2 separate regions of the Mus musculus genome follow, and region 1 is linked to region 2. A link is a contact called in public Hi-C data. All regions are on one chromosome and are shown on one strand. Each heading gives the region's core, a stretch centred on a gene start, on an enhancer-like site or on the middle of the called end of the contact. The rest is flanking DNA. Distances are from core to core; before and after follow the strand shown.

The links. Hi-C and Micro-C count contacts between places; a contact is called where the count stands out from the background.
Region 1: a contact with region 2 is called in a Hi-C map of muscle stem cells, with 2.0 times the contacts expected there. The contact joins two enhancer-like sites. A contact is called at or near these places in 10 of 484 Hi-C or Micro-C datasets (3T3-L1-derived adipocytes, the C2C12 cell line, LSK cells and 6 more) and 2 of 115 datasets of contacts at active chromatin or transcription factors (extraembryonic endoderm stem cells and heart atrium).

What each region holds. Positions count from the first base shown.
Region 1 is chr10:93,747,778-93,750,683 of GRCm38.p6, reverse strand. No RefSeq gene overlaps it. Among named protein-coding and RNA genes, the nearest start is that of Gm26239, 58 kb to the left of the region's middle. Within about 2 kb of position 1,298, at least 35 of the 459 cell types and tissues checked have an H3K27ac peak or open chromatin away from gene starts, as enhancers often do. A contact at or near this core is called in muscle stem cells, where this site is marked.
Region 2 is chr10:93,660,593-93,663,580 of GRCm38.p6, reverse strand. All of the region lies in intron 2 of Ntn4 (netrin 4), which reads right to left. Among named protein-coding and RNA genes, the nearest start is that of Ntn4, 21 kb to the right of the region's middle. Within about 2 kb of position 1,715, at least 62 of the 459 cell types and tissues checked have an H3K27ac peak or open chromatin away from gene starts, as enhancers often do. A contact at or near this core is called in muscle stem cells, where this site is marked.

The sequences.
Region 1 (2,906 bases), core at 49-2,548, 88 kb before region 2:
TTTTTATTGCCCCTCCCACTTTGATATAGAATCTCTCTATGTAGCCCTGGCTGGCCTCGAACTCACAGAGATCCTCCTGCTTCTGCCTGCCAGGTGCTGGGATTAAAGAGGTGCACCCCCACACTGCACCCCCACACTGAACTGGAGTGACCAGGCTTTATTCTCTACTCCTGGTGGCACCCAGGAGTTCTCAGCAGATTGCTGTGCTGAGCCTGTGAAAATTTTGCTAGTGGAAGTTGTTTTTTTTTTTTCTCTTGGAAAGCAAGATTTTTTTATCTGGCTGCTATTTCCTCCTGTTCTGACAATAAATAAAATAAAATAAAATAAAATAAAACCATAACTTATCAAATCCAGGGCCACTAAGGTGTTCTAAGCAACTGTTCTGCTGTGTCTCGGTATCCCTTGCTCTGATGGCAATGAGCAATCTCACATTTCAAAAATAAGTGTTTGATCCAGCACGTATTTCTGTTTTTCTCTCTCTGCATTTTTAGTTATTCAGCGTGTGTGAACACTAGAAACCTGAGCATTTATCATTTAAAAGATTATAGGTGTCAGGCACAGTCATTCACGTTTGAATAGTACAGAAACATTTACGTGTCTTGGCTGCAGTGCTTGGTTCGGGGCATCATGCTTGAGAAAGTACATCCAGACACATCCTTCCCCAAGAAAACGATTAAAAACAAGCTATCAGTCATGCGAGGCACACTCCTTCCCCTCGGTTCCATTCTTATCATACCGATCTCCCTTGCAAAATTGAAGCTGCTCATAAATATTTTCCTTCCAAACTGTGGGAAATAAGTTGTAACACTGGCTCTCTGATAAGGTTACATTAGAAGACGGCTTTATCATCTAAACAATGACTACAAAATCCGTGTGGTCTTGGGACCTCTGACCAGAGGCCAACGGGTGCTCACCCTTATTCTCAGGCATTCCAGGGGTGTGGCCGAGGGGTGGCCACCACAAGACATTTTCAAGGTCTCTTTTTCCCACCCTTCAGAGTGCCATCTCTGACCATTTTTTTTTTCCTTGAAAAGGATTTGTTTTGCAAGAACGTAAAGTGTCCCAAAGAACTGTTTACCCATACTAGGACTTGCTGTTTGCTTAAGACAGCCAGATGGACGGCGCCTCTTGACTCACGGCCACATCCCCACAGATTTGACCTCATTTCACGGACACTATTAAAAGATTATCCTATTATCGAGACTTTCCATTGCATCAAATACTAAATATTAGCAACATTCCTCTGCAGGGAAAATGATGTCAGAAGAGGGCGCAGACTGTGTTGACCTCAGGCACATCACGAGGATAGGTATGTGGAGATTGCTTAAGGGCTGGCTGACTAATTAAGCCCAGAGGTACAGGCAAGAAAGCTCTAGGGGCGTAAACTTTCCCAGCAGCTCCTGAAGGATGTGCTTGGCTTCATATGTGGCCATAGATGGAAGTTTTATTGGGTCTGTTGACTCGGTATCGAGGTGGTAGTTATTTTGTAAAATGCTCAGAAGAGAGCAAACATACAGAATCAGGGCAGTAGTTGGGGGGATGGGATGGAGTGGGGAGGAAAACAAGAGTTCTTTCCCCCATTTCTTCTCCAAAACTGTCCTCATCTGACATCACCACTCCCCACTTTGGACCAAAGGATGCTCGGAGGATGTTGGATGCAGCAGAGGAGAGACTGCAAATGATTTCAGGATCAAGATACTAAGAAATCCTTATATCAAAGATTTCTTCTTAAAAGTAATTTACTTGCTTTTATTTTATGTGCCTCAGTGTTTTGTCTGCATGTATATCTGTGTGAGGGTGTCCGGTATTGGAATTACAGACAGTTATTAGCTGCTATGTGGGTGCTGGGATTTGAACCCAGGTCCCCTGAAAGAACAGTCAGTGCTCTTAACCGCTGAGCCATCTCTCCAGCTCCTAAAGATTTCTTTCTAATGTTGCAAGAAATGTGCCTTAAAGAGCAACTGTAAGAAGGGAAATTCTAGTCACAGAGGATCTGTACCAGTCAGCTTGCTGTCGTGGCAAATACCTGAGAGAAATACCTTAAAGGAGGAAGGGTTTAGAGTAACAGAAGTTCCAATCTATGGTCACTTGGATCTGTGCTGAAGTACAACATCATGGCAGGGGTGCAGAAGAACAAAACACCTCAAGTCATGGTGGCCAGAAAGCAGAGAGGTCCAGGAAAGAAGGAGCTGTTCCCAAGCGTCCCCCACAATCCCCAAGGGCACCTCTCTTCCTGCCTCACCTCCTAAAGTTCCACCGGGGTCGATGACCAAGCCTTTAGCATGTGGGTCTTAGGCCTGGGGACACTTGGGGTCCAAAGTGTCAACAGAAATGAAAAACATATTAAAGCCCAAACAATTAGGCAAATTAGATAAGATTAAACTGTTAGGCATGATTTTACTCCATTGTATTAAAAAAAAAAAAAAAAAAGAACAAACCACCAGCTGAATTTTAAATGTTGGGAAGGGTGAAGGCAAACCCAGCCCACGCTCAGTGGAAGCAAGTCAAGTAGTGGGGTGTATATAAAGGAGAAACCTTTGTCGCCTAGAAGGACACACATTGCTAGGATGCCTTCCAGAAGTCTTAAGGCAGTATACAATCGATAACCGTGCCCTTAGATTGGGGGATGATGCTATGCTTGTTCTGAAGTTCTTTTTTTACCTACTTGATGTTTCAAGTTTCATGTTCTATTTTTTTTTAAATGGGCACCGTATCCGCTGTTCTTTTTAAAAGGCAGTATTTTAAGTGAAATGGAAAATCCTTTATCCAACGCTCTCAAACTATATTGTATGGGTATGATATAGTACACAATATGTTGTATAAGTTGCCTGAGAATTGTAAAACTAGGAAGAAGTTGTTCTTCTGGGATAGATGGGAAGATGTAAGAAGCCAAGAGACACGCTACA
Region 2 (2,988 bases), core at 466-2,965:
CTCAGAGCTCTGAACCCAGCTCTGAACTGAGACCATAAGTGCTTGCTCACTGTTAGTTCTCTACGGAGCAACCTCTAGATGGACTCACTTAGAAATTACTTCAGGAGTCTGGAATACCAAAAAGGTGTAGGTGGGTACATTTCTTTCAGTCTTGCTAAGGCATTTGGCTTTCATCTGGCTGTGACATTGCCACCTAAAAATAGCTCTTAAAACTTAGCTCTTTATCTTGCACTTGACATTCATGATACAATTTTTAAATAATTTGTAAAGTCCCAGTAGATAGGCAGAACTAAATATGGACTGAAGAGACATGAAATCCTCCTCTCACCCTGATGTGTTCATTTCTAAATCTAACATTGCTACTTTGTTACTGTCCAATGAGATGACTAGTCTATGTTTTTTTAAAGCATATAATTCATTTATCTGTTATTATATAACCAAGACTGATTTTTGTTTTCAACTAAATGTCTCTCTAAAAGCACTAAGTAAAAATGCTAAGTCCTCGATGATCTAGGAAACATTGACAAATACTCAAAGTTACTACAAGAAGTCCCTAATTTACACCTGATTGTTGTTCTAAAGGAGCCCATCTAGGGAGCTAGAGAGATGACTCAGTAGTTAGGAGTACTGGCTGCTCTTCAAGAGGTCCTGGGTTCAATTACCAAAACCCACATGATACTCACAACTGTGGTGTAAAGACATAATATTCAGGCAAACACTTATTCTCATGAAATAAAAATAAGTTTTAAAAAGAAAAGTCTATTTACATCTATTGTTTGGTTGGTAGAAGTGGACTTTATTCTGTTCCTTACTGTGTTCCTAGAACCAAATATCTGGTCACTAAATGAAGTGGCTGAAAATGTCTTCTTCATTAGTAATGTGATAGAGATGTGTTAATGGTATTTATACAGTCCTCTGCCATTTATAAACACATTTACATGTGCCTTATCTGAGTCTTTCTTACACTGACCCAGTTTATAAATGAAGACCTGAAAGTCCCCTGAATAAGGACATGACAGCTACTTAGGCTCCACTGGAGTGAGAGATGACAGAGTTTTATCTGGAGGGACAGCAATAGAATTGGCCAGCTGATGTAAAGGTTAGAATTTACAGTACATTAGCATAGCCCAGATTTGGGGGTGGGGTGCTCCAATCCACTCTCAAATGGCCATATGCAGCTGGCCCTATTATAACATGTAGATGAAATGTCTTTCATTGGTACAAAGCAAAGACCCAGATAGCAGGGACTCATTCTCATTGTCTTCTTTCCCTTCCCCTGGTTGTGAAATGACTTCCTTGTGGTTAATGGTTAAGAAGCAGGGCTATTCCTTCCATGGCAGAAAAACACGAGATCTCCCATGATCGTGTACACCAAAGCAGAGGGCAGCTGCTCAGCTGTCACGGGGCTTACCAGGCTCTGCACTGTTCCACAGTGCCAGCCACAGCCCTCTGATCTTCAACAAGGTGGATGTAAAGAATTCCCTAAATCGAAATGAGTGTGTTCAGAGTTGGAGGGGACAGTGCCAGAGGAGGGGACAGTGCCAGAGGTCCCGAGACTACCAGCTCTGCACATAAGCTTCCCACTGCGGATCCTCAGACTTTTTTTTTTTTTTTTTTTTTTGAAACATTCCCTGGCACAAGAGACTGAAGAGTTTGTTCAGACTCTGGATATATTTAGGTTTTTAGAAAGTCTCTCTTTGGTCATACCCCTGCCTTCTGAAAGCATCAGAGTCCATTTAATCCCTCTTCAAATATCCCAAGAATGTTAGCAATCCCTGAACATCCATAAATCCTCTCCAAGGCGAAATATCCCAAGTTAATTGTTTATTATATAACAAGGGTTCTCTAATTGCTCTCATTTCTTCTGCCCAACTTTCTCTAAATAGGAAAATCTTGACCTGAGCATAATATTCTAGCCGCTCTCTGACGAGGGAGGCAGAGGACTATCCTCTCCGTCTCTTGGAACGCAGCTCTTCTGCAAATGTGGCCTAAGATTGCATTCAGGTTTTTTGGCAGTCACAATATGTTGATGATTCACACTGAAATCACAGTCAACTAAAACCCTCAGGGTTTTTTTTTTTTTCTTTTCTTTTTCTTTTCACATGAATGGCTGATAAGTCAGCCACACCTCTGCGCTGATGGTGGTAGGGCTGAGTTGTGAACAGAGGAATTTATATGTGTCACTACTGAAGTTAATCTTTTAAATTTTGCTCAAGGGTTTTGTTGTTGTTGTTGTCTTTGTTTTTGTTTTTGTTTTCAGGCTGATGCCTGAGTTTTCTTTCTTAATAGCTCTGACTATGTTACCCTAACCCAGGGCTGCTGTTGAATCTCCAGGATCAAGTCCTGAAAAATTAGACCCTGAGCCTCTAAGGTCAACTTCATCTTCCCCTCTCCCTTCCTGCCAACCAGCACTCCAGAGTCTCCAGCTAGTCAGAGAGGTGACTTTCTATAGGTATTTTCCCGCAGGATTCCCTTCCCCACCTTCCAATTATTATCTATTCTTAAGAGATATGAGTTACAGACAGATGTAGAGACCTACAGCCAAACAGTGGACTTGGGGACTCTTATGGAAGAATAGAAGGAAGGAGTGTAGGTCCTAAAAGGGGGGTAGGAGCTCCACAGAAAGACCAAGAGCTTCAAGTAACCTGGACCCTTGGGCCTCTCAGACTCTGAACCACCAACCAAAGGACATACACAGGATGGACCTAGGTCTCCCCACACATATGTACCAGATGAGCAGCTTATCTTCCTGTGGGTCCAAACAACTGGAACAGGGGCTATCCCAAGAGCTCTTAACTGTATGTGAGATATGTTCTTCTAGCTGGGTTGCCTTATCTGGCTTCAGTGGGAGAGGAAGCACCTAGCCTTGCAGAGACTTGAAGTGCCAGGTTGGGGGGAATACCCAAGGGGGCACTCGCCAGCTCAGAGGAGAAGGGGAAGAGGGATGGGGGAAGGATTGTAGGAGGAGGTGATTGGAATGGGGGACAG